4 separate regions of the Mus musculus genome follow, and all the other regions are linked to region 1. The links are chromatin contacts, called in public Hi-C and HiChIP or PLAC-seq maps. All regions are on one chromosome and are shown on one strand. The core of a region is the stretch at or near the end of the contact, and the rest is flanking DNA. Distances in the headings are between cores, read along the strand shown.

The links. Hi-C and Micro-C count contacts between places; a contact is called where the count stands out from the background. HiChIP or PLAC-seq counts read pairs in DNA pulled down with a chosen protein or histone mark.
Region 2: a contact with region 1 is called in an H3K4me3 HiChIP or PLAC-seq map of bone marrow-derived macrophages, with 4 times the contacts expected there. The contact joins the enhancer-like site here to the promoter of Man1a in region 1. A contact is called at or near these places in 6 of 39 promoter capture datasets (the 3T3-L1 cell line, 3T3-L1-derived adipocytes, erythroid cells and 1 more), 1 of 484 Hi-C or Micro-C datasets (double positive thymocytes), 4 of 115 datasets of contacts at active chromatin or transcription factors (CD8 T cells, bone marrow-derived macrophages, effector CD8 T cells and 1 more) and 4 of 9 other capture datasets (adipose tissue, liver, macrophages and 1 more).
Region 3: a Hi-C map of liver shows a contact between it and region 1, with 2.7 times the contacts expected there. The contact joins the enhancer-like site here to the promoter of Man1a in region 1. A contact is called at or near these places in 6 of 39 promoter capture datasets (the 3T3-L1 cell line, 3T3-L1-derived adipocytes, erythroid cells and 2 more), 2 of 15 datasets of contacts at CTCF or cohesin (CD8 T cells and pro-B cells), 12 of 484 Hi-C or Micro-C datasets (B cells, CD8 T cells, the HL-1 cell line and 4 more), 6 of 115 datasets of contacts at active chromatin or transcription factors (CD8 T cells, bone marrow-derived macrophages, fetal liver and 2 more) and 3 of 9 other capture datasets (adipose tissue, liver and pancreatic islet).
Region 4: an H3K4me3 HiChIP or PLAC-seq map of intestinal villus epithelium shows a contact between it and region 1, with 4 times the contacts expected there. The contact joins the enhancer-like site here to the promoter of Man1a in region 1. A contact is called at or near these places in 3 of 39 promoter capture datasets (the 3T3-L1 cell line and liver), 2 of 15 datasets of contacts at CTCF or cohesin (CD8 T cells and the NIH/3T3 cell line), 3 of 484 Hi-C or Micro-C datasets (cerebral cortex, cortical neurons and nephron progenitors), 1 of 115 datasets of contacts at active chromatin or transcription factors (intestinal villus epithelium) and 2 of 9 other capture datasets (adipose tissue and liver).

The regions. Positions count from the first base shown.
Region 1 is chr10:54,071,363-54,078,313 of GRCm38.p6, reverse strand. It overlaps Man1a (mannosidase 1, alpha), which reads left to right and starts at 2,577. Exons shown (of 13, transcript NM_008548.5): 1 at 2,577-2,788; 2 at 3,044-3,898. The coding sequence starts at 3,290. It overlaps Gm16998 (predicted gene, 16998), which reads right to left and starts at 2,392. Exons shown (of 3, transcript NR_038016.1): 1 at 1,461-2,392; 2 at 1-91.
Region 2 is chr10:53,956,352-53,963,302 of GRCm38.p6, reverse strand. The region is part of intron 6 of Man1a (mannosidase 1, alpha); the gene reads left to right. Among named protein-coding and RNA genes, the nearest start is that of Man1a, 120 kb to the left of the region's middle. Within about 2 kb of position 3,327, at least 18 of the 459 cell types and tissues checked have an H3K27ac peak or open chromatin away from gene starts, as enhancers often do. A contact at or near this core is called in CD8 T cells, bone marrow-derived macrophages and effector CD8 T cells, where this site is marked.
Region 3 is chr10:53,986,978-53,993,928 of GRCm38.p6, reverse strand. All of the region lies in intron 5 of Man1a (mannosidase 1, alpha), which reads left to right. Among named protein-coding and RNA genes, the nearest start is that of Man1a, 85 kb to the left of the region's middle. Within about 2 kb of position 3,193, at least 5 of the 459 cell types and tissues checked have an H3K27ac peak or open chromatin away from gene starts, as enhancers often do. A contact at or near this core is called in liver and pancreatic islet, where this site is marked.
Region 4 is chr10:54,156,936-54,163,886 of GRCm38.p6, reverse strand. No RefSeq gene overlaps it. Among named protein-coding and RNA genes, the nearest start is that of Gm40651, 4.8 kb to the left of the region's middle. Within about 2 kb of position 2,601, at least 15 of the 459 cell types and tissues checked have an H3K27ac peak or open chromatin away from gene starts, as enhancers often do. A contact at or near this core is called in intestinal villus epithelium, where this site is marked.

The DNA.
Region 1 (6,951 bases), core at 1,328-3,827:
TAAGCTGCAGTCTTCACTCAAGAGACAGAATAAAGATTCATGGCTTGAGAAACTGGAAGTAGTCTCATTCATTTCCCATCTCCATGTTTTTCTGAGAGAGAAGATAAAGAGCTCTAAGCACTGAGATCAAGACACCGTGGCAGCCCGCTATAGCATGCTCATTCTTACCTGCTGTCTGTCCTCCCTGCTTTCCATACATACATGGGGCCTTGGGTGGCTATATAAAGAGATTTGCAAGGCAGATTTCATTAGCATATGCCTTAAAATAACTCCACTGTGAGTCTGTTTCAAACCTTCTGTAGCCCGAGTATGGGCATTTCTCAACACGTTCTCAACCTGCTTCACACAGATGGGCATCCTTGAATGTGGACTTATATTCCATCACACAGGCTAACTCTTTGTTAAGTAGATTATCAAAACCAAACTTTAATTACAATAAACCTACATCTAATGATAAACTGGGGGTGGGGTGGGATGGGGGAATCTTAAAGTAAGTGTCACAAAAGTGAACCAAAATAAAAAGAACAGTCCCCTTAAAAGTTTAGAAATAATATATATAAATAAAATTTAAATTTCGATGTGCTAAATTTTTAATGCATCCACTATAGGAAGTATCCTAAATTCCCAGATTGATTTGGAGTCAAGATTAAGGAGTTTAGAAACAGAATTAGTTAAGACTTCTCTGTCATATCCTTGTATATGTACTTAAAGGTTGATTTTATTACTTTCTGGAATACATATACCAAATTAAATCAAAGTTCATAGGTATTCCTGTCTCTTTAAAATTAATCCCATTTTTAAAACATAGTTGGAAAAATAATGGCAGCACAATTACCATCACCAAATGACCAGAAAGAAAGCAACTGGCTTCCTCAGGAGTTAGCCCCTGTTTCTAGGGATCTGTCTTCCTTTCTGTGAGGTAGCTGTTTCAAGGGTCTCATTGAGATAAACACTATTATTTCAGTCATTAGGTTTTCAACCTAAGCACAACCTACAAATGTACTTTGAAAGAAATTTACCTTTTCGTCATTAAAAGAAAACATTATTGCTTTCATTTTTAGAGCTAAATCTATTACCCTGCTTGGATATGCTGCACTCTTCTGGGCATAGAATTTCATAGCAAGTATCAAAATAATCAAGCTATGAAGTCACATTTATCAAGCCATAATTTCTTATTAACCAGAACTTCTGACTATGTTACTGGCTCATTTTGCACAAACCCAATACACAACAAACAGTGATGGCTAAAAATGATAATTAACATTTAAACGAAAACGACCTTAGGATTTCTGCCTTGGCTTTTTTACTTTATGCACACAGCACAACACCTGGAAACAACTGTGCTGTGGGCACTCTCCTGGAAGTTGCCAGCTGTTTTCCTCTGGTTTAAGACAAGTAAAGGGCACACTTTAAAATCATGTTTCCGGAGAAGGTTGAGGGTAAACAGAGCTGCTACAAACCAGCTTTCAGGAGTGGGAAGTCAGTCAAATTTCCCTCTGGTAACTGTTTCTTTGTGGAGCAACAGGGGATTCATAACACAGTTTGGGAAATGTTTTCTTGTCTCTTCACCCTGAGGCAGGGGGTTCCCAGCCAGGTCAAAATGTAGATCTATGCAATATCAGCAGGGCATTCCAATGGATGTCATGGGAGGTGGAGCCAGTTTCCATGACATTCCATGAGACTGAATACTGCAAGGCTGTGTTGAAAACAATCTCTGTTGGACCAAGTCTTGCCTTCGCTGGGAGTTGTCGCATCCAAGACTTAATTTCAACAGGGTTCAATTTATTGCTTGGAGCTCTGGCAGCATAAAACTGTCTTCTTTGAATGGAAAATTTGACCAACTGCGATGAGGTAAATGAATTTCGAAAGTGGGGGGGGTGTGGGGGAGTGTGGGGGAGTCATACAACTTTTGTTGTTGTTGTTGTTTATTGTAAGGGGAAGAGGGTGTATACTTAGAGCCCCAAGCAGTCCCCAAACCCCAAGTCGCCTAGGATGTAAAAGGCTCTTAACGAGGTAGAGTAGAGAGCTCAAAAGCTTTGTGGAGGAGCCTGGAGACTTTGGATTTGAGAGTTATTGGGCACCGGGGAATCCCTGTCTTGGGTAATAAGGGGTGGCTGGAGAAAAGCCTTCAAAACCACTTCAAAACCACGGCTTGCCCCCGCAATCCCCTGCATGCTCTTCGGGATCGCCAATTTCGAGTACTGGGGCAAGCTGTCGCTACCATATTAGTAGTGGTCACTCGGGGATCCACTACCTTTGGGGCTTCGGCTTGAATAGGTTTTGGGCGGAATAAGCTCGGACCAACTCCGGCTCTGGTCCTCCGGGCGAGTCTTAACACGGCTCCCGGGCGCAGTTCCAGTCCTCGGGAGCCCAGGGGAGCCGCGACCTCCCCGCCTCTGCCGGGTCCCGGAGAGGCAGCGCTTCCCGTAAACTCCCCGCCCCGTGCGGCCCCCTCCCCGCCTCGGCTCCACCCCCGCGGGACCCTGGGAGGCGTAAGATTGGCCCGGACGCGCTGTCACTCTCCGGACGCGTCACCGCCCTCGTTTCCGACCGCTCGGGAGACCGGCAGTGCTATTAGTGCACGGCGGGGCCGCGACGGAGGGCAGTACGGTGCCTGGTTCGCTGGCTCACGCCGGCAGGTCGGTGCGCTCGCTCACCTGAGCCGTGTCCCGGGGCCTCAGAGCCACCCGGCTGTACGCGTGCTACCACCCGCCGGGAAGCGCTCGGAGATGGGCAGCTGGAGAAGTTGACGAACCCCCTACGCACGCGGCGCCCTTGCTGCCCAGAGGTGCGCCGCCCTTGCCACCGAGGTGCCCGCTGTGCTGACCCAGATGTCGCGGGACACCCTGCCTCCGCGGCTGGAAAACTTCACCCCAAGTCCAAAGTGGGCTCTGAGGGTGGTGCCCGCGGCTGGACCCCGGGGTTGCCTGCCGGGATACGGTCCTGCGGATCCCGGGTCCAGGGGAGGGCGGAGACCCCACTGGAAACTTTCTCAGCACCTTCCTAACCACTGCGCTTTTACTGTCTCCTCTCCCCCCAACAGGGGCTGCAGCCAGCGGTTTGCCGCGCGTGCCTGTTTGCCAAAGGAGCCGCCCCGGCGAGGATCGCCGGAGGGGAGCCGCTTCAAGCGGGGAGACCCGCAGCCCAGACACGCGCTCTGGGCGGCCTGGATGCGCAAGAGCCGGCCCCGCAGCCGCTGACAGCCGGCGGCAGCGAAGTTTGGCTGCTGAGCGGCTCGGCGCCGGGCCCCTGGACAGACTGTCAGCCGGCGGCTACAACCTCCGGAGCGATGCCCGTGGGGGGCCTGTTGCCGCTCTTCAGTAGCCCTGGGGGCGGCGGCCTGGGCAGTGGCCTGGGCGGGGGGCTTGGCGGCGGGAGGAAGGGGTCTGGCCCCGCTGCCTTCCGCCTCACCGAGAAGTTCGTGCTGCTGCTGGTGTTCAGCGCCTTCATCACGCTCTGCTTCGGGGCAATCTTCTTCCTGCCTGACTCCTCCAAGCTGCTCAGCGGGGTCCTGTTCCACTCCAACCCTGCCTTGCAGCCGCCGGCGGAGCACAAGCCCGGGCTCGGGGCGCGTGCGGAGGATGCCGCCGAGGGGAGAGTCCGGCACCGCGAGGAAGGCGCGCCTGGGGACCCTGGAGCTGGACTGGAAGACAACTTAGCCAGGATCCGCGAAAACCACGAGCGGGCTCTCAGGGAAGCCAAGGAGACCCTGCAGAAGCTGCCGGAGGAGATCCAAAGAGACATTCTGCTGGAGAAGGAAAAGGTGGCCCAGGACCAGCTGCGTGACAAGGATCTGTTTAGGGGCTTGCCCAAGGTGGACTTCCTGCCCCCCGTCGGGGTAGAGAACCGGGAGCCCGCTGACGCCACCATCCGTGAGAAGAGGGCAAAGATCAAAGAGGTGAGTAAAGCCTGCCTGAAATCCCACTCACGCTGCTGTTTTCTGGGAGGTTTGATAAACGATTGGAACTTAGGACTTCACCTTTATCATGCAAAGGCGAGGGAAGTCATCGCTTCCACCACCGTGCCAAAGGCTACACGTTTTTCCTTTTACTACCTCAGGATAAGTGACCAGTGAGGATCTGGGGCTGAATCCCATTGAACTTGCATGCTTTGGTGAGCTTAAGCTATAAGAGGCAGGGGTGAGTGAATACACTGGGCACAGGAGATAGCTGCCTCCTCCTTGCTGGCTGCAGTTAGTCTACCCTGCAGTCATTGTGCAGGTACTGAGCAGCTGTCCCCTTTAGAGAGGCTTGCAGGTGGTTTGAAATTGAAGCTGACTGTAAACACAGGGCATCAATCACACATGAGACACAGGTTATAACAGTGAGCCAACGCACGCCCCTTGTTCAGTCATGTGGCCCTCCCTGCCAGGTGTGTGTGTGTGTAACAGGCTGTAAACTTGAAACCTGAGACCTTGCGTCATGGGCCACATACTGTCTTTTACTGATTTAAAACATCACACGCACACACGCACACGCAGACACACACACACACACACACACACACACACACACACACAGATCTACTGTTTTCTGTGTTTCTAGAACATTGTCAGAAAGAAGGGGGTGTTCTCTGTGATGCAACAGGTCAGCCTGCCACAGCAGCTCAGTGACAAAGTTAATCTAGAGCAAACATGGACTTTGGTAAATCCTGTGTAATTTCTTTCTGGTTATTTTTACTCGCAACATGTGATTGGTTTCTGCAAGCTTAAAGGCGAAGGAACCCTAGAAAATCCTTTCAGTCTGTCATTTCAAAGGTGAAACTGAGGAATGACAGCTCAAGAAGCCATTGATGACCAAATTGAGACCTGAACGAAGGAGCTGCAGCTTCCCAGTTACCAGACTCTGGGGACATGTGTCCTTCCAGGCTGCTTTCTCTGTGTTTTCCTGGGAATCCAGTCCCGAGGAACTATGGAAAAGCATAGCATCCCAACTCTGGGTCCATCCTCTACATTATCAATGGATGTAGTATTTTTGTGAAGACATTGTTTTGCTATGGGATCCATTATCAGGAAACGGTCGTGATAGCATTGTAAGGGAGTAAACAGAACGTGGAGGCTGCAGAGACTGAAAGTGGCTACGGGATAGAGGGGTAGAGGCAGGTTGGTTGCCATAGGAGGTGAGTGAGACCAGATGAGATCAGGTAAGGTGTCACTGAGCAAGTTCAAGTGGACATGGGTTCCTCTCAGTCTCCTCTGAGATGAGCCTTTAACCCTCCAGGCTCATGGCTCTGTTTGATCATCCAGCATGCTTTCTGCTTTGCAGAGACACAGTAGAGGGACGGCTTCTGCTATCCTGGGTTGCTTTCTCTGACAGCTTTTCCTCTGTGAAATGCCAACAGTCCTACCCTTCTGAGAGAATGGGACACATTTCTGCTTCTTCCGAAACATCTTTCCACCCCTACCTCTTAGACTCCTTAGTCAATACGGACCATTAGAAGATTTACCCTCAAATGATCAGCATCTGCTGCTGCTGTTTGAGGACAGTAATCCATGAATGGCATGCTCTGAATTCATATGAGTGGGAAGTTTGTGTGGGCTGAAGCTGTAGGAAGAAGGGATTGTAAACACTAAAGCATTAAGAAGCACACCATTAATGACTGAAAGTGGGTTGCGAATAGACACCATGCCTGGTGGTAGTCCTCTGAGAGTTGCATTTTGGCAGTCTGTATAACCACCAGCTCATAGACCTTCCTTATCTATGTCTCTAAATCACAGGAACTTAATTAACCAGGTCAAGGAAGTTTATGTAGCATCTGTCATGTGGTTGCAACATCTTAGAACCTAGTTCAAACTGCCCATTTTTATATAAAGTGTTAGAACTAAACATGATCTTTAAAATTCCATGCAGTTACAAAAACCCTAAGAAGTCAACATGGTATGCTTCAGTATTTAGTCAAAGGCCAACAGGACGAGGGGAGAGTTGAAATCTGGTTTTCCATTAGAATAATTCAAATATAGTTCTTTGTAAACCAAAAGCAATAACTCATGCTATTCTCCTTTTTAAAATTATTCTTTGTCAGCTTTGGACACATATATAATGAATTTTATTGCCCCACCCCCTTATCCTCAACTCACGCTGTTGTAAAGGCCTGGTATTTGGTCATGGAGAAGAGAAGTTGTTGATGACACAGTAGACTTCAACTTTATACATTTAGGTTCTATTTGCCTCACTCTGGGCTACCTGCTGTGGCCCCAGCCCTTTGCCCTATTTCGGTATGTTCTAGTTGTCTTTATACTTTATTCTTTAATCGCACTTGAATGCACTAAAACTTTTATAGTTAAAATTTAGAAGCTATAGTATTGCATTTGAGTCAAGCTTTCACTTTTCTACATTTGGTTCAAGAGCCATTTACACTGTTTTTGTAATGCTAACATAATTGTATTGTTCATACCACATGGATTTTTGATAAGTTCGTGTCTTAGGGGAGGTAGGCTGCTAACTTAAAAGGAGCATTACCTCCACCAAAATGAACTGAGTGAATTTTACTAATACCAGTAATGGTGGATTTGATGTAAACTGTCCTCTTCCCACTCCATATTCCCACAATGTTATCACAACCCTTTCCTGAAACCTCGAGAAAACATTTATCCTGGAATTCCCCTGCCTCATGATATACGCCAGATGCGTATTTATTTGATCTCTATAAATCTGTACGCAAGTTATCCTATGGTTTTAAGAAAAACTGTTAGAAGCTAATTAGTTTCATGGAATTATTAGGAATATACTCTATTTCCCTTTACATCATTCTTTTTTAATTGACAAGTTCTTAAAAGATTTGGAGGGGCCGGCGAGTAGAGGAGGGAAACAGCCAACCTTGTACCTTAGGGTGAAGGCCCTAATTTACTCTGAACAATGAACACTTTCTTTTTCTTTTTCTGAAGTTAAGGGGCATTCTGAGTGACAGACGTGACCCTTCTCAGACTGGAGTCCCTCCACAATATAAGTTCTG
Region 2 (6,951 bases), core at 2,078-4,577, 120 kb after region 1:
CATCCATCTGAAGAAGGATTATTTTAAATTATTGAAATACTCTGAAATGAGACTGGAATAAGGAAGAATGTAGTGATCTCCTTAATTGAGAGGTATTGAGTTGTTTCTTAAATTTAGTAGGGGGAAAAGGGAATGTTAGCGCTGTATTAAGGAAAGCACAGTTAGCTAATTGTTTATGTGTGAATTGTTATTGCTAATTGCATGTATAGGGACTGGCACTCCACAGATACATCAAGACCACAAGCAGTAGTCTTTAAACTCCTCCAGTTGCTCTCTTAGCAGTAAAATATTTCAAAACACAAGCATGCCTTTGTATTTATGAATTATGTATATATACTTGTGTTAATATGCCATGATTGTCTTCAGGCTTTCAGAAACGAAAACCGTAAAAGGGCAAGCAGTAACTGAAGAAATAGATATTTATGAACTGTGTTAAGAATAATTCTAATGTGGGCCTTTTAAGTTGGAAATGAATTTAGAGAGAGTATTCCTTTTTAAAATTTTGGATGAGGTAGTGGGTGATTTAAAGCTTTGCTTCTATGCTACTTCTTTCACAACAGGGCTTTAACATCTGTCCCAAGTGGAATAGATACAAAGGTATGTGATAGAGTGAGCTGGCTTGCCTTTATGCATGGCAACATGGAAAAACAGAACTGAAGACAAGAGGGGATGGCTGGGTAGCGTTTTAGGCTGCTTACTTCCACCTCCTCTTCATTGCTTTGTCCATGTGCCTTTAAAAAAGGTGGGGTGAAGAGTTGGGCCATAGTTTAATAGACAAAATGCTTGACATATGACCATGAGTATTTACATTTAAATTCCCAGCACCCACAGGTGCAGTAACGCATACCTGCAATCCCAGCACTGGGGAGGCAGAGGCAAGTGGACCTCTGGACCTTGCTGGCCAGCCGATCTAACCAAATCAGTGAGTGAACTATAGCTTTAGGGAGAGACTGTGTCTGAGAAAGTAAAGTGGAAAGTGATTACGGAAGATGCCCTAATTCCCACCTCTGGTGTTCACATGCACGTGCACACGTGTGCTTGCTCACCTACATTTGTAAATAAAAAAACATACAAGTGCACAAGGAAAGTGGAGTACTGCCAGACTTTCCTAAAACACATATATTTCAACTGATTTTTTTGTTACACAAACAATTTTCTTGGAAGTTTTGCTAGAAAGTGTTACTCCTGATACCATTTATTCTGTAGCTTAATAGGTGAATGGTTTGCATATACAATTATAATAAATACATATGTATATACACACAGTTTTTAGGAATGTGTTCCAACACTCCTAACAAACTGCCTCTGAATGCTCAAGGTAGGGATTTCTAATTTTGAGTCTAATACAAATATGTGTTTTTAAAAGATGAACTATTTATCTTACAAACATTTCCATAAACACCTGGTTTCAAAGAAAGTATTCTTTTCCTTGAGCAGTCTCCTCAATGGCCATTTATTTAATTCATACAAACTTGCAGCTTCTGTTTTGAAATAGCTAGTGTATTTCCCTCCTTTTTCTTTTCTTCCTTTCAAACTAAGCTGTAGTCACAGGAAATATGAGCAAACTCCAGGATGCATCTTTTGTGATGTGGACTCAGTAGTTCTTGCGGTGATCAGAAAATCCCCTCTTCATGAAAACCTTCATCCCACCCAGTCACCCTCCTTCTCTTTGGGGAGCACGAGTGAGTGCTCTCATTATTCTGCTGTTTGTTAATGTAGGAAGCACTCCAAGGCACAGCATCAGAGGTAACCAAAGGCTGGAGCCTATAGCAGCTTTCCACCTCTCCATCCCTTTCTTTTGCCTCTCACAGACTCACCCATGGTCAAGAGCAGTGCATGTCTGAATGTTTAATTCAATGAAGCTTTTCTTTCTTACTTTTAGATAAAAAATTCAGAAATAGCAGCTTTGATAGTTTCTCCTTGTACTCCTAATTAAAAGTCTTGCACTTGCCTTCAAAGGCTGCTGCCATAAACAGTAAATATCCAAGAGTCATTTACCTTTAAGGCCAGGCCAATTTCTCATCACTTGGCAGTCGGTAATGGCCACGTTGTCTCATTATGTTAAGTGGCCTTTGATCTTGTTTAGATTGCTCTTGAGCACTTTCTTTTTAATTGGCTTAGAGGAAAGTCCTAAATTACTTGTAACTGGATGTAAATATTACAAGATTAAATACTCTGGTAGCACCTTCACTTTTCCTTGCCTTGATTTTACCCACCTAGAAGTGGGCCATGTACGGTGCTGTGCTCAAAAAGGGTGTTGGGTAGGCAGTCTTTCTTGGGTTGTTACCATTTGAAATAGCTCAGAAGGCCTTAACCACATAACCACTTTTAACCACTTAATACTGTGGAATAGACAGTAAATGATGAAGGACGTCTGTGCTAAGTGATGGTTTTAAATGAGGATCAAAGTCTCCAATGTGTTTCTGTAGTTACATCAAACTCCCAATCTGAGTTGTAAAGACTAACTTCATGTTTATAATTGCATAGAAGTTTAAAGAATAGAATCTGCATAATGAGCATAGTTCTGTATAGAAGAATCTTGAAGAATTATATATTTGCTTTGTGGGTTTCCCTAAAGAATGTTGGTAGTACCTAGATTCCTTTCCAATATAAAGATGAAATAAATAAACTTATTACTCTGTTGATCATAACACCAGACGATGATAAGTGTGTAAGCCACAGACATGAGACAGCTAGTACCAATGTCTGATGATTCTCTTACCCTCTACAGTCTTCAAACGCTCAACAGTTAGAAAGGTTTGCTCTTCCTCTTGCACAAGGCCAGACTTGAGTTTGCAACACTCTCATTGGACAGTGCACAACCAGCTATATGTCCATCTCCAGGGAGTTCCTCTGACCTCCATGGCACCCTTGCTCCTATGCCCACACACAGACACACACATACACAAAAATAAAATAAATATTTTTAAGTTAAAAATGGAAACCTTTTTCTAGCTTCTTTCCTATCTTAATATAAATAATAAGATTGTGGGAATCTCTTTGATCTCCTTTCTAGAATAATAAACCTGAGTCTTTGCCTGGTGCCTTCTGTAGAACTAGTTTTTCTCCCTCCATACAATCTTTATAACTTCCTTGCCTTTCCCTCCCTCCCCATTTGTGAAACACATTTGTGAACACATTTGAAACTGTATTCAGCACGAGCCTGTGTGATGGAGAGAAACATTCCAGCCCTTGTCTGTGTTCAGCTGGCCCTCTCCCTATTCTCCCTGCTGCTCAAGGCTCCTGTTCCTCACAGATCCTCCTTGAAACAGCTCACTACCTCACCCTCACCTCCTATACACACTCTTCTGTGAGCTGTCTTCCATCTCCGGTGAAACTTCTCAGCAGCACCAATGCATGAGTCTTGAATTGTACATGAATCACTTCCTTCCTCTCCCCTTACATCAAAAAAAAGTGTCTACTGCCAACCCTTGTTTCCCTGAAAGAAACCCACACACCTCTCCACTCTTGTCCTCCCCAAAGCTTGTGTTTTGAGCCCTCCCTCTTTCCTTCTCCCACCGTACCCCTTTTCTCTCTTGATGGTTCTTCTTTGTTTCTCTCTAGTCCACTTCTCCCAATACTTCTTTTCCTTTCAGTTCCCATGTCTCCTCTCTGGGGGTAGGGAAACTATAAGAAACAGAAATATATAGGAGAAAATGTTTATTGTGGGAATTGTCATGTCTCCTTGTGGATACCAAGAAGCCTTATGGTCTTCCCTCTGGAAGCTTGAGACCCAGGAAAGCAGGAGCTGTCTCTGGGTCTCAGAGACTGACTCTGAAGGCCTGAGATCCAAGGGGGCCACTGTACAGTGAGTGCAGTTTAAAGGCTGAGAATCAGGAGCTCACACATCTAAGGGCAGAAAAAGATGGATGACCTAGCTCGAAGGAACAGAATCCCCACCTATTTGTTTTATCCAGGCCCTCAGAGATCTGGATGGTACTCACCCAGCAGGTAAGAGAGTAACTAATTCTAGTCTTGCTCTCCTTGAGGAAGGAACACTCTCAAGACACAGCCAGAAATATTTGACTAGCTATCTAGGTATCTTTTAAGTCAGGAAGATCAACACATAAAGTTGTTTACAGACCACATTATGGTTTGTTACAACAAACACCATAACATTTTTCGTCTTCCTGCTTTCCAAGCCATTTCTCAAAGACCCAGATGATTGAAATGTTTTTAGAAGAAACTTCTGTTGTCACTTTCTTGCCCATCTTTAGTGTTTAGTTGGCACCTTGATAATGAAATCAAACTAGCACGGGTGAAAACACTACTACATAATCTATTTTGGCTTTAAAAGTCATGGGGCTTCAGCATTTCCAAGGAATTTTCCCTCTCTGCTCGCCTTGAGAGAAATGGCTAGTGTGCCCATCGCCCCTCATGCTCCATGGTGTAGACTTCCTTCTCTACTGTTCACCATATCTGGAATGCTCTCCTGGTTACATGCCAGTGGTCTGTGTCCAGATTGTTTGGTGGCTGGCTGAACACTGCTACCTTTGAACATCAGTGTCCCCTGCAGTGTTACCGTGGCTCTGAGCACTGTGAGGGTGATGGCACATGTGGTAGTGTGACTCTGAAGCATGTCAGGGAGCTCTTGTGGACCTGAGGGAGCTACTTGCCTGGGGGGTAGCTGATCTCTACCTTAAATCAGGGTAGAATCAAGTAGCTACATATTCAGTATGTAACCATGGAGGTGGGGTGGAGCTGCACTGGCTCTCTCAAACCCTTAGAAGCAAAGGTACCCAGGATCAGTGTACCATGTGTAACACATTGAGACTCCTTAATCCTGGCTCTGGTGCTGTCTTCACTAGTCGGTTAAGATCTAGCTGCATTCGAGGTCACTTCTAAACCTCACCTGTCATAAATCCTGTGCATCATTTCAACCCCCATGCCACTTGCCTTCCAGACTGATCTGTTCTTAAACCAGTATCGTCGTTCACCACCCTTGAGGTCACCTTTGGGCATTATTCCCCAGCATCCAGTCGGTCATCGAATCCTGTCCACTATGTTTTTTATGATATTTTGGCACCTCTCATATACAAGCTTCTTTCCCATTCCCCTCGCACTGACCTGTCTCAGCCCCATCAGCTCAGTGCTGAGTTTGAACAGAAGCTTTGGAAACCATCTCCCTGATGCCAGTTTCTCTCTCTCTCCATTTTTAGTTGCATATGCATGAGTATGTGCAGGTGTATGTGTGTGTGTGTGTGTGTGTGTGTGTGAGAGAGAGAGAGAGAGAAAAATATATCAAAATGTTTTGTTCACTTTAAATATAGATGAGAACTTCATTAAAAATAATGGTAGACCTACTACATTTGGCAAACTCTTCTTAATAATTTGATAGGATGCAAGCATTTTAACTACATGATTTGAGCAGGAATTGTGAATGTTTAATCATGAGTCTTAGGTCCAGCAGTTATCAGGAATGTTAAAAGTGGAAAATTGTCATGGGGTACTATGGAAATGTTCCCCTGAAACACAACCATGTGGTTTTCCGACTGTTAAATATATATATAGCCTTTGTTTTTAAGCTGTAGATAAATATTTTTGTGTGAAAATTTCTAGATTCCAGAAATACAGTATTAATAATGGACAAATTTAATGCAACCATTACCTTCTTTTCTTTCTTGCACTAAGATGCCACAAGTGTTTGCACATATATGAGGCCAGCGTGAGTACGAGTCACAGGAGCAGGAGGTTCTTGTGACCCAGGAGACATTCTTGGGGCTATTACCTGAAACACCATGTTTTAAGTCATAAATGCGATAGCTAGGGCTTGGTTGTCTGTTTAGTTCAGTTCAGTTTAGTTTAGAACCTGGAGTTTTGCTTTGGGGATAGACTCTCACTCTGTATATCCCAGTCTCTGAGAAATTATGTTTTTGGTTTTCGGTTTGGTTTGGTTTTTTTTTTTTTTTCTTTTTTTTTTTTTATCTTTGAGACAGGCTTTGCCCAGCTGCTTCCCCTGAGAATACTGTTTTATCCAGAAGAGCAGATAGCTTTCTGATCTGCATTCCCTGACTTCTGGATGCACTTTTGATAATCATTCATTTGGATGAGTGCTGCTCTATGTCCTTCCGAATAGTCATCTTAGTGACTATATTATCCTAAGTAGAAAGGTCTCGCCCAAATATATTTAGAAATAATTTGAAGGTAAGTCATTTATAGTGCATACTAATGAGAATTCTATATACTAAGTATCATAGAATGGTAGGATAACCTCAAGGAGTTCCCTCGCAGACATTTCTATTGTTGCTTATCTTTAAACTTCTTTTTAATCAAGAAAGACTAGGTTTACATTTGTCTGATGCAAAAGCATGGATCGTGGGAGCATGGTAGGGACGGTGGTGCAGTTAGAAAAAGCACATGAAAAGGAGTGTATACACACTTATTCTGCCCTCTTTTGTATGCTTAAAGAAGTTTACCATATATAAAGGTTTAAAGTGATCACTGATATGAAGGTATGTCATTCATATCTAGTTCCATCTACACAGATAAGTGTGTACATCACTTGTATCTATACAAAGAGTTTAATATGTCATTATCTACTGTTTTTTTAAAAGTTGTTGAGATTCTCAGTTTATGACTAAGAAAGCAAGAGGTTCTTTTTTTTAATTAGGTATTTATTTCATTTACATTTCCAATGCTATCCCAAAAGTCCCCCACACCCTCCCACACCCACTCCCCTACCCAGCCTCTCCCACCTCTTGGCTTGGTGTTCCCCTGTACTGAGGTATATAAGGTCTGCATGACCAATGGGCCTCTCTTTCCACTGATGGCCGACCAGGCCATCTTCTGATACATACGCAGCTAGAAACACAAGCTCTGGGGGCATAATGGTTAGTTCACATTGTTCCACCTATAGGGTTGCAGATCCCCCCAGCTCCCTGGGTACTTCCTCCAGCTCCTCCATTGGGGGCCCTGTGATCCATCCAATAGCTGACTGTGAGCATCAACTTC
Region 3 (6,951 bases), core at 1,944-4,443, 85 kb after region 1:
TAGCCACCAAGATGTCTCCTGATTAAGGATTATATCACCTGCACGCTTGTCCCTTGGTCAGCCTCTGATTGGACAGATTTCACTATGAATGAGTAGTGAGAAAAACACAAATTGTGCCTCCTGAAATTCAAATGACTGTTGTCCAGACCAACGGTAAGGAGAAGAAGCAGACAAACAAGGAGCCAAGCTTTAGAAGAGGCTTCATACAAGGTTGTTGCTGTCCTAGTCTGCTTTTTGTTTCTTTTTGGTTGTTGTTGTTTTTGGTGTTTAGTATGACAGTGTCTAATAATCTGCCTGCTAAAGTAGGGTTAGTGAAACTCTAAAGAAATGAAGGGAGAAAATGGCAGAATGAGAATTCTCTGTAAAGAACAAGAAGGAATTATGGTTGGGATAGGGCCACTAGAAGTTCCTGGGATTTATTTTGGATCTCTTGTCAGTCTGTCTGAGAACTTTGTTTATTAATTTTATGCATATAAATCAAGTTTATGTATATATGTCTACTTTGATGTACATAAATCACATTATAGTTCAGATCTAAAGCTTAATCCAAATATAATGTGTGTGTATGTATATATACATACATACATATACATACATACATAAATATAAAACATATGTGTATAAGTTATTCAGTGGATACAAATTTTTAGCTTTTGTAGGTAAATGCCAAATAGAATGACAGCCAAGTTTATATGCTAAGATTATGTTTAGTTTTATAAAACATTATCAAACCATCTGCCAAAGTATCTGTATCATTAGAGGCCCAATATCTATAAATATGGGTTGATAACAAGGCATTCAGTATGCTCAGTGCTGTAGATTCAGGCCATTCTGATCAGTATGCATTGGTATCTTGGGCAGTTGTTTTAATTGCTATCATTCTGATGATGTGAGGAGAATCTTTTTATTTGCCTATTTGTCATTCCTCTTTCTACTCTGTTGACATTGTCTATGAAGGCCTTTGTCCCACTTGTGAAATCAGGATGTTTTTGTTGGGTTATTGTGCCATAAATTGACCATAAAGAAATATAAAGTAACATGAAGTTCACTGGAGGTTCTTAAGGAGAGAGAGATAAATATTGAGGGACAAGTGATGGATACCATTGAACTCAATGGAAAAATATTAATTTTCTATCATTGACAGCACCATAGAGCAATGAGAGACATGAGTGAATTGTGCATCTCAGAATGACTGTACATATATGTACAGAATGTACAAAGGAAAAACTTGGAAGGTCTCCAACATGGGACATAATATTTGAGGAGGTGCTCATGACCCCAGTTTTGTTATTATACATTGTATACTTGCATCTAAATATATTATTGATGGAAGCTGTCTCTCTCTTTTATTAATGTTTCCTAATTACACTGCTCTGAATCTACAGTGTTATCATAGTTCTTGTGGAAATAGTTTTATTTAAGAAAATATTTTAAGTTTGTATGACTAGTATTGTGCTAAAATAGAATTCGTTTTACCTATGAACTGTCACAGATAGATAAAATAGCTACTTTACATGCAAATAGCCTTTTAAAACCAGAGACTATTATATGCTGATTCGCAGCATAGTCTGCCTGAAGTGAGAAAAGGACTAATAAATGCTGTGTTGCAAACCAATAATTAGATTCTCATTGTGGGATAAAGCACTCACAGGGTTTTCCTTTTGGGCCCCATAAATCTGACCATATCTTTTCATTCTAATGCAATTAAGTGATTTAGAGACATAACTTAACAATAAAATAAATGCCTGGGCCTCAATGCCCTGCACGTAAAACCTGAGATTTCAGAGAGATGACGCGCCACTCATTTAGGAAGTTGCTCTTAAATGTAACAGCTTGTAGTTAAGCTAAAAATTCAGCATCACTTGGCTCTATACTCTGGTGCTATTTGTTATTTGCTCACCTTAAAGATTGTTAATACCATTGCTCTGTCTCTCTATCAGCAGTGTGGTGCCTGTGTGCTGGACAAACCATATTCAAGTATGGTTTCTAGACAGGGTAATTACCATGCTTGGGAGTATACGTAAGCCTTCCGATTGTGTGAATCCCCATCTGTAGTCCACATCAAATCCAAGGGGAGAGGGAGAGATGTTGAAAGAGGAGTAATGATCACCAAAATACATACAGTTGAGGGAAGAGAAAGGTGTTGTAACATTGTACAGCTCCATAGGGCAATGCGAGGCACAAGTGAATTGTACATCTCAGGATGATCAAAAGGGAGGACTTGAAAAGTCCATCATCACATGACTCATTAAAACAGAAATTTGTAGCCTTCCTTCTCACAACTTCTGGGTTGATCTGAGTAGGCCCTGGAAGTGTTCCTATCTTCCAAGTTCCCAGGTAGGGCGAGTGCTGCCTTTCTTAGGACCACACATTGGCAGCCACACTGACTTGGTACTGTAAAACTCCCTGTCTTCAATACTGTATGCTTTTTTACAAAACAGGTTAAGAAAAAATTAGGAGAATTTGCCATTGTGCTAATTCACTAGACCAAGGATTAAGAAAAGCATTTCTTCCGTAGGACATTGTAATAGAGATCTTATGCTAACATCTGGGGAACAATATATCTATTATTAGAATATTAAACTGTTGGTGGTCTTATTTATGTTTAGGAAAATGCCAGTTTCACAAATAAATCAGAAAACAGAAATCCTCTCAAAAACGTTGAAGAGTTCATGACACAAGGTTCTATCATCATTAATGTGTCATGCATAGATTATTATTCTCAGGGTTTTTTGATCATTTCCCCCACCCCAAGACTGCTGGCTTAGAGTAACTAAATTTAATGCCTAAGTAATAGTGCCTAGATCTTCTTTTGTTTTATAGTAGATGGGACTTCCAGCATCCATACCAAGTCATTCACTGGCACGTGCACAGTTGTTTGATATGGAAACCACTGATCTCTGGGACAGCATTTGCACCTTAATCCAATGGGGTTGATCTGAATTTTCTGAATTGTCAGTCTTTAGACATTGATTTTTTTTTTCTGTCTTCCTTCCTTTCAGTGCCCCGGACATCCCTCCATCCCTTTCTCTCCTTGTCTTTCATTTGAGCTAGTGGTCAAGCCCAGGGTCTTCCTAGTGTTTAAGCACCTAAAGGTACTGAGGGTGATTGTTGTGTGAAGAGTAGTCTTCAAGATGCTGAGCAGTTCAGCAGGAAAAAAAATGAATGTGTGATGTGCATTAGTCATATTGGTAGGAGTCGACTTGGTCCAAAAACTGAATTTAAGATTCTCACAAACACTGAAATGATAACTTTCTCTATGGGTTTTAATAGAGTCGTCATTCTTTAAATCTGTGATATATTTAGCAGCTTCCTGTGGTAAAAACCAAAGATGAGGCTGTGCCTGATTACTGTAAGAGGTATTCAATGTTTGTCTTCATTTGCTTTTGAAGAAGAAATGGAAGTTGTTTCTTGATCCTTCCCTGGGCACCATAAACCAGTACAAATCCCGCTCCGTGGGCTTTTTTTCTGTGTTCCTGTGAGTTTCTGACCTCAGCTGTCCTGTTTACTTCTATATTCCACGTGTCTTATGCAGCCTGCAAGGCAGCTCTTAGGCACTCAATAAATATTTGCAGAGTAAATGAATTGACATTTTTAAAAGGTCAGAGTTGTAAAAGAGGCTCTTCTTTGAAAGTTTATAATTTGGAAAATATAAATTATGTTGAAATGGTGTGTGATCATTTGAAAGAGCATTCCAGAAAAACAAAACAAATCCTCAGTAGGTGCATGAGTGGCTACAGAAGACACAGAATTGCATTTCCTTGGGTTTCTATGCACTTTCATTTGTTAAGGAGGAAAGGTCTTCCTAAATCCTTTAATTTAATGTTTTTGAAATGTTTCTACTAAGGAACTCATTGAAGTAGATGTTATTTTGGTGTTCTGGGAATGGTTGCTTTTAATTCAGGACACTGTCTCACGGAACTACATAGGATATCATTATTATATAGTGCCAGTCTATTAAATGTATATTCAGGGTTGTCATGAAATAAGATATGTGAAAATATTATGAGATATTTTCATCTCAATGAGAAAATTAAAGGTACTTTCAAGTAAGCTAAAGCTCATCAGGGTCTGGCAAAGATCGGAAACGCTTTTGGCCTGTGCATTTTGACCTTGTGTTACCACTTTGACCTTGCAAATACAGGGAGTAAATGAGTGACCGAAAGTCCTCTCACCAGAAACTACACCTGCCAATAGTCCTGAGGAAATAATTCTGTTGGCAAAGTACATGAATATAAGATTATCTGTGAGGACTTTCATTCCATTTTTATAATCAAAATAGTCAAAACCTAATTATGAATTAATGACGGATAAGCTACCTAATTTCTGTTGAAGAAGTTCTTTTACTGGTCTGCAGTGTCAAGATTGTTAATGACTATTACAGACTTGAAGGTATAGCTCAATGATACTGCTCTTGCCTAGCATGCACAAGACCTGGACTTGGACCCCAGCACTTGAAGTAGAGGGTAGGGTGTTACAGAAATCTATCTGTGGACTTAAAACCACAGCTGTGACTCTGAACATAGTCAGCCTCAGACTTGTTTTGGCCAGCAGGACTAAGGATGGTTTTTACATTTTAAAGAATTATGAAAGGAAACAAACACAAGACAGGGAGACCATGTGAATGCCAAATCCCAAAAGATTTACCATGTAAATCTTGACAGAAAATGTTTAAAGGCTCTTAATATAGAATGCTGGGGGGCAGGGGTAAGTTAAGCTGATGAGGGTGAATTTGAAGCATACACCATAGTACATGTGTAATAGTGCCACTTAAAAATGTATTCAGTACTATTCGTAAGGGTAGATACTTAAGGCATTAAAATGTTTGTGTCAGGGAAGACAAGATCAATACTTTATATTACTATAAATAACAATAGCATATTAATATAATACACTATATTTTTGGGTCTCCTTAATTTTATGATTTCTTCCAACAAATTTTTTTTTAATTTGGTGTGGAGGAAAAAGGAACATATCTAAGTTGTAAGTGACAAGATGCATTTTCCATTTCTGAAATTAAGAAGCGAAGCTGAGGGGTAACATAATTAACAAAGAAGGACACAAATATAAGACAAAAATGGCAACACTGACAGCAGATGCTGGCGAGGATGTGGAGAAAGAGGAACACTCCTCCATTGTTGGTGGGATTGCAAGCTTGTACAACCACTCTGGAAATCAGTCTGGCAGTTCCTCAGAAAATTGGACTTAGTACTACTGGAGGACCCCGCAATACCTCTCCTGGGCATATATCCAGAAGATGTTCCAACCGGTAAGAAGGACACATGCTCCACTATGTTCATGGCAGCCTTATTTATAATAGTCAGAAGCTGGAAAGAACCCAGATGCCCCTCAACAGAGGAATGGATACAGAAAATGTGGTACATTTACACAATGGAGTACTACTCAGCTATTAAAAAGCATAAATTTATGAAATTCCTAGGCAAATGGATGGACCTGGAGGGCATCATCCTGAGTGAGGTAACCCAATCACAAAATAACTCACACAATATGTACTCACTGATAAGTAGATATTAGCCCAGAAACTTAGAATACCCAAGATATAAGATACAATTTGCTAAACACATGGAACTCAAGAAGAACAAAGACTGAAGTGTGAACACTTTGCCCCTTCTTAGAATTGAGAACAAAACACCCATGGAAGGAGTTACAGAGACAAAGTTTGGAGCTGAGACAAAAGGATGGACCATCTAAAGACTGCCATATCCGGGGATCCATCCCATAACCAGCCTCCAAAGGCTGACACCACTGCATACACTAGCAAGATTTTGCTAAAAGGACCCAGATATAGCTGTCTCTTGTGAGACTATGCCGGGGCCTAGCAAACAGAGAAGTGGATGCCCACAGTCATCTATTGGATGGATCACAGGGCCCCCAATGGAGGAGCTAGAGAAAGTAACCAAGGAGCTAAAGGGATCTGCAACCCTATAGGTGAAACAACAATATGAACTACCCAGTACCTCCCGGAGCTCGTGTCTCTAGCTGCATATGTAGCAGAAGATGGCCTAGTAGGCCATCAGTGGAAAGAGAGCCCCATTGGTTGTGCAAACTTTATCTGCCTCAGTACAGGGGAATGCCAGGGCCAAGAAGTGGGAGTGAGTGGGTGGGGGAGCGTGTGGGGGACTTTTGGGATAGCATTGGAAATGTAAATGAAATAAATACCTAATTTAAAAAAATAAAAGTTATTGTTGAGACCAAAAAAACCAAAAAACAAACAAAAAACAAAAAACAAAACAACAACAACAACAACAACAAAAAAAAAAAAAACCAATGGCACCACTGCCAGATTTCCTTTGTAGTTTCACCATCTGATAAATTAAAGTATTCATCCATCTTCTATATGAAATAGTAATCTCAATGCCCAAAAGCAATCAACAGCCCTTGCAGAGTATATATGATGAATGAAAACAAACCACAGGACAATTGTGATGAGCTAGAGTCAGTCAGGTTAGGAAGGGTGGAAAATGAGTAGCTTGTGCTGTGCATTTTAAGAAGTAATTGTAGCCAGGGAGATGATTCATTTAGTAAAACACCGGGGGCACAAACTATCCTGAACTATCATTCTCAGAACCCATGTCAAAAATTGGGCATGACAGCCCACTCTGAGCTCCCACGCTTGTGAGGGAGCTTGTTGTCCAGCCAGCCCAGACAAAGTGCTGCGCTTCAGGTTCAACTCCATCACAAAAAACGAAGGTAGAAAGCAGCTGAAGAAGACACCATCTTTGACCATTGACCTGTATACACACACATACATGCCTAACTCCATTCTCATGTGACCAAACCAACATACCTTTACATACAAACACAAATTAAGCAAGATCTATGTGTGCATAGAAATTCAGCTTAGAAAATGTCATGTTACTACTATTAACAACAGTAATTCAATGACCTTTTTGCCTACAGAATTAATAGTTCAGATTGTGGCATGAGCTC
Region 4 (6,951 bases), core at 1,352-3,851, 86 kb before region 1:
ACCTACAATCAAAACTGGAACTCCAGTGTCAGGGAATCTAACACCCTTTTCTAGCTTGACAGATATTGTACATACATAGTGTGTACACACACACACACACACACACACACACACACACACACACACACACACACTAAGCCAAAATATCTAAATACATAAAGATAAATAAATAAATACAAATCTTAAAATAATAACCCCAGTATAATTCTATGTAACTATAAGCATCTGATTTTTTACAAAGATACCAAAAATACACTTTGAAGAAAACACAGTATCATCAGCAAACAGTGCTGGGAAGCTGGATTTCAATATACAGAAACATAAACTATATCTTTACATTTCCTTTAACAAAAGTCAACTCCAAATGGATCAAGAACATCAACATCAACCTAATAGCCTGACCTTGTTAGAGGAAAAAGCAATATTCACACAACAACTTAATAGCACAAGTAAGGACTTTCTAAAAAAGATTTAGGTGGCCCAGGAAATGAGAGTAGCAATTGATATGGGATCCACGAAGCTAAAAAGCTTCGTACAGCAAACCAAGTAGTTAATTGAGTGAAGAATCAAACTACAGAATGGAAAAATAATACATCTACCAGAGGATTCATGTCTAGAATATCCTAAGAACTCAGAAAACTAAACACCAAGAAAACAACCCAATTTAAAAATGGGCTAGATGACTGAACAGAAAGTTACCCAAAGAAGATATATATAAATGACTGGGAAGTCTTTAAAAATCTTTCTATCTCCGGAGTCATCAGAAAGTAGTAGATTAAAACTATGTAAGTCGGCTAACTCTTCCTAACCAGAACATCATCAGAACCAAATGATAGCAAAGGCTGTCAAGGATGAGTGGAAAGGGGAGCTTTACACACTAGTGTTCACTCTGGTAGTCACTCTGAAAATCAGTCTGGAGATCTCTCAAATAACTAGAATAGTTCTACCATATGACCTAACTAGACCATTCCTGGACTTATGTCCAAAAGGACTTTATTTCCCATATCCATACTTCTATTACACATCCATACTCATTTCTTCTACATTCATAATAGTTAGGAAATGACAACTGCATAATAACTGTGTGGCACACATACACAGTGGAAGTCAAATGCCACAGGTTCTCTCTCATACACAGATCCTAGCTTCAAATTTTTTGTTCTATGTGTTTGATACTAACTGGATATAGAAGTTATAAAACTAGAAACAGGTCATTGGTGCAGGGATAAACCCAGTGAGTAGGTAGTAGGATATAGGTAAGATGAAAACAGAAAAAGGGAATACTGGGGAAGAAGGCTTAAAGCAGACAGTAGAGAGATGAAAGAGGGAGACTAGGGTCTAGAGCCAGGGCTCACCAAAATAAAGTGTGCATGAAGAAGCTAAGCTACCTAGGATAAGCAATCTACCAAAAGTAAGAAGTCTAGTAGAACATACATGACATGAAAGAACGGGGAGTGATTACTGGAAACTAAAGATTAAAGTGAGGGTGAAGACACAGGGAAGAAACTCAGAGGTAGGTGGTGGGTAAACCATCATTAAGGATGTATAAAGAACATTTTAAGCTAATTAGAAATGCACATTTTAAAGAAGTAAATGAAAGTATCTTACACTAGTGAACAATATAGTTCTCAGAAGACATGGGTTATTAAATGAAAATCTCAGTGCCATGCACAGGTTACCTTTTTACAAGTTATTGGCCAGGGAGGGCAAAGAAGCACCCCAAACCAATGCTATTGCTATTTCTATTGGTCACACACAGTAACTGCATGGTAAGATGATATTGATGAAGACATTATCCCCTCTTGGACTGACCAGGAAGTTTTTCTGATCATTAGCTTTTGTGGAGCTGGAAGGTGTTATACAGGATATTGGGGGAAGTAGGAATTATATGTCTGGACATACCCACCACTGGTCACTGCATACTTCACTGGTGACACACCAAACAAGATGAAAAAGTGACAGAGTGACAAGATTATTTATAGTGATAACCAACTATCTTCATTAGATCTGAGGGTTGTTTCACAGAGAAATTTTGTCTCAGACTGTCAGCATGGTTAAAACTCATAGCTAGAGAAGTCACCAGTCCTAGAAGAGATTCTGTTGTTGTTACTTTTCTAATGGTTATGTTGACAAACTGTCTTCAAAGTATCCGTGCTTATTTATATTCATAAATTTGTGGATAGATTTGCGACACTTCTTGTTGCAGTGGATAGATAGTTTAATACATAGGCACATGACTGTTTTAATGGCTGAGAAGTGTCTGTGAAAGCTCAGCTCTGGTTGAGACATCTGTATCAACCGGCAAAGGGCAAAGGGTGCTTATGCACACAGATAAGCCCTGGAGAAGCCAGGAAAGTCAAACTCGCCGGCCTCCTTCAAAGGAAAGCGGTGTTTAAGCTCCCCTCCTCCTGCAATGCTGAGAATAAATGTAGTTTACAACTTGGTGATCCTTCGTTATCTGATGAGCCAGGCTCGACCTGTATCTTCCAGAATTTATACTTACCCCAGACTCTTTTCTGGTAAATCCTTCTGCATTACTTCCAGGCCATAAAACTCTTCCTTGTGAGAGATGGCCTTTGCACTTTACAACAGCCTAAGTGACTTCTATGTTATCTTAGAACCACACCAATCCTAACTTCCACAAGCATTACATATACTTCAGTCATTCTCCCTAGACCTTTATCTTGAGCATTGTTTCTAAGTCAACGAGAACCTATCTTACAGATCAAGCCATACGTCCTTTGTAAAGAGCCTCAATGCAAGTGCGTCTTAAACTTTGTTGTGCTCAGGAGGCTGAAAACTTTTCCCAAAATTGTGCTATGCTTAAACATGGCAAAAAAAAATATGTAAGTTGATATCAGACTCTAAAGTGCTGGCCCAGCGTGGTTACCAAAATCAGGCTGAACTGAGTTCATTCTTGTCTTTTCATGGATTGTTTCCCTGCTAATTCTAAAGTTTTCATGGACCCTCCATACAACCCCAACTCCAACCTACAGATGGCTCTGAGAACATCAAGAAAAGGGAGTCAGAGAGAAAGTGGGAGCTGTAGGATGGGGATGGGTGCTAGGAAATGTTGTTCCCTGGACCTGACATAAGTATTGCAGACATGAGCTTACAGAGCTGTGGCTACCTACACAACGCCTGCAAAGATCAAGCCACTTAAAACATTCCACCATGGAGCAAGGAGTTCTCAGCTCCTTACTGAGGAGCAATTGCCAGTTGATGGCTGCTGGAGGAAAGCAACGCTTTTTCTATTAGAATTGGTTCCCCATGTGTATACGTATATGAATAGCACTGATTGAACTCAATGGGTTAAATAAATACATAAATATGAAAGTAGGTTGTGAAGTTGGGGAGATGAGATGTAAGGTCCTGGGAGGAACTGGAGTTAGAAATGTGATATACAGTCCATATATGTATGGAGTTTTTCAAAGAATACATAAATTTTAATTAATTTTGTAGTTTTTTTTAAATAAAATACTATACGAGTATATTTGTGCTGCTTGAAGGAGCTGTGATCATCACAGACAAAATAGTGAATACATTTAGTATGTTGCTAGGAACATTTTTATTTTCAGTATCTTTATACCCTTATACCTAGGGTCTGTCTGAACATGGTGTGGTAATTCCTGATTTTTGATTGGAGTATTTAAAGTTCTTTCCTTAATTACAGATAGTAATCTGATCATAACTGTTGCTTTGCTCTTTGTTTTAAAAATTATTTCTTTATGTTCTTATCTTTTGATGTCTTGGTTATCTTTGCATTTAAAAATGCTTTCTTTATATCTACCTACTGTTCTCTATTAATGTCTTAAATATAATTTACTTTATTGTAATGATTCCAACTTATACCTTGAATACTTGATACTTGTCTTAGTTAGGGTTTTACTGCTATAAACAGACACCATGACAACAGCAAGTCTTATAAAGGACAACATACTTTTGGGGCTGACTTACAGGTTCAGAGGTTCAGTCCATTTTCATCAAGGTGGGAACATGGAAGCATCCAGGCAGGCATGGTGCAGCCAGAGCTGAGGGTTCTACATCTTCATCTGCAGGCTGCTAGCAGAATATTGACTTCCAGGCAGCTAAGACAAGGGTATCAAAGTGCATGCCCACAGTGACCACCTACTCCAACAAGGCCACACCTCCAAATAGTGGCACTCCCAGGAACAAGCATATTCAAACTATAAGAAAACTATTTCCATTTCTTTTTAGTTATTTATTTCATTTACATTTCCAATGCTATCCCAAAAGTCCCCCACACACTCCCCCACCCACTCCCCCACCCTCACACTCCCACTTCTTGGCCCTGGCATTCCTCTGTACTGGGGCATATAAAGTTTGCACGACCAATGGGCCTCTCTTTCCACTGATGGCTGACTCGGCTACCTTCTGATACACATGCAGCTAGAGACACAAGCTCCAGGGGGTACTGGTTAGTTCATATTGTTGTTCCACCTATAGGGTTGCAGATCCCTTTAGCTCCTTGGTTACTTTCTCTAGCTCCTCCATTGGGGGCCCTGTGATACATCCAATAGCTGACTGTGAGCATCCACTTCTGTGTTTGCTAGGCCCCAGCATAGTCTCACAAGAGACAGCTATATCTGGGTCCTTTCAGCAAAATCTTGCTAGTGTACGCAATGGTGTCAGCGGTAAAGTATAATACAATTGCAAAAAAAAATTAACATTATTTCTTCCTTTGATTTCATTTTCAAAATTTTTATTTTTGTTATCTAATATTTACTTAGATTTTATATTTTTTGAAGAGGGGACATAGATACATAGACTATGCATAGAACCCCAGTTCTCCTAGAACTCCTTTTGTAGGCCAAGCTACCCTTGAACTCAAAGATAACTCCCTGACTCTGCCTACTAGATGTTGAGATTAAAAGCATGTGCCATTATACCTGGCCTCATTTAGATTTTCTTATATTCAATTTTAGGATGCTTGTTTAAAACCATGGATATGATGTTTAGAGATAAGAATAGTATAATAATATAAATTTTCATTCCCTATTACTCAATTTTACTTACAAAAACACATGCAAATACAAAATATTCTGTGTTCCAATTAGCTAAGCATATTAGGAAGACACAAATGCATCTGTGGCTTTACATTGAATACTTCTAACTCAGTGCACCATATATAATCCAGGACACACACACAGAGGCATTTAGTATTACAGTTTTCTGTCTGATTTTGAATAGCCTTCTGCCTTGGCTTAATAATAATATACAGGCTGCAACTCCCCTTAGGTTGACTTACATTTTGTATTTTGGTTGTTGTTGGTGGTGGTGGTGGTTGGTTGGTTGGTTGGTTGGTTGGTTGGTTGGTTTGTTGATTGTTGTTTTATTTTTTAAATCAGGCCTTTAGCAAGGTAAAAATGGAACATTTAGCTTTGGTTTTGTGGAATTTTAACTACTTTGTGGGCAAAACTGTGCTCACTCCAGCTTTGACTAAGTTTAGGTGTATTATTTTGTGTCAGCAATGACATTTGGAGCGCTATGAAGTTACATACATTTTGCTCCAAGGCCTGTTTCCTCTCTGAATTTGCACACTTTGTTCTCAGGTATGGATACTCTGCGAGCTGTGCTCTGTTGTTCCCTTTTTCTGGTTTCTTGTTTATTTTGTTTCCTCTGAGATACCTTTTACCTGAAACATTCCCTGTACTTCCTATGTGCTTACCTCAGCTCTGTTTTATGTTTCTATTGTGCCTTTCTTTGTCTAGAATATCTTTATTTCAGCTTCACTTGTGAATGGCGTGTTTGCTGGTTATAGAATCATGTCAGCAAGGATCTTCTGCTTCTGTCATTTCTGCCAAGACAGCAGGTGTTACTCATGATCTTACTCTTTTGAAATCATATACCTATTTTCCCTCTGTATACCAATATATTATCCATGTATTTGGGGTGCTCTCCAATAATTTATCTATGATTGCTTTGCATATACTCTTCTTAGGGTATATGATTGTGTGAATTGATATCTTATATTGGTTTCTGAACAGTGTTCTTCTATAAAGTTGACATTGAATGTCTATTGAAGTTGGTAACATGTCTACCCTTCTAGGTTTCTATGAATATTTTGCATCACTGTTCATAAATCTAGCACACACTTTTTGAACATTTTTCGTCATTTTTACTTCTAATCTTCCAATCTAAATATTTTCTTCTTGCCATCTTCCAGCTTATGGGGCCTCTCTTTAGCTATAGCCAATACTGTGTTACATTCAAGTCCTAAACAATACAATTTGGTTTTTATATGTACTTATCTGTATTTTCCATTTGATCTTTCATAATTTTAATTCTCACATAAATTTTTATTTTCTCATTTTTATTGAATATTTTATCTCAGTTGTTTGAAACTGCATCAATCATCCTGCATGCTAGTATTTTTAGAACCCCTTCTCATTACTAATCACAGAACTTTAATCTTTTATCTCTCCATCATATAAAGTTGCATAAAACTTTCTCTTTTAGCAATGTTTTTGCTTCTATTATTGGCCTCTTGCCTTGCATATCACAATCAGCAAATGTTTCAAAAGTTTGGCTCATGTTTCAAAAGTTGCACCTCCCTGACTTCTGAAGTCATGAATTTCTGAGTTCTGGCTGCCATAGCAACACAAAATCCTAGGTTCTTACTGCCATTCTTATGCAGATGTCTACAGTTTTGATAGCTTCATTAGCTGCTAGTGTCACCTTTTCAGTCCCTAATGTTGAGCTCACCCCACATGTCATTCCTTCCCTCTGTGATCTACTCCCCAAACCTGACTACTAAACAACTCAGTGCCTTACAACTGCTTGCTTACACATCTCATGTGGCTGCTCTCATCAAGAACATCTGTTTGCTATAGAGTCTCCTGGATACTTAGAGTTACTATTAACTATTTTTCTCCTGCAACCTCTGATATGTTGATATTCCCAGTGGCCCTGTTGCTGTCCAGTAGCTCA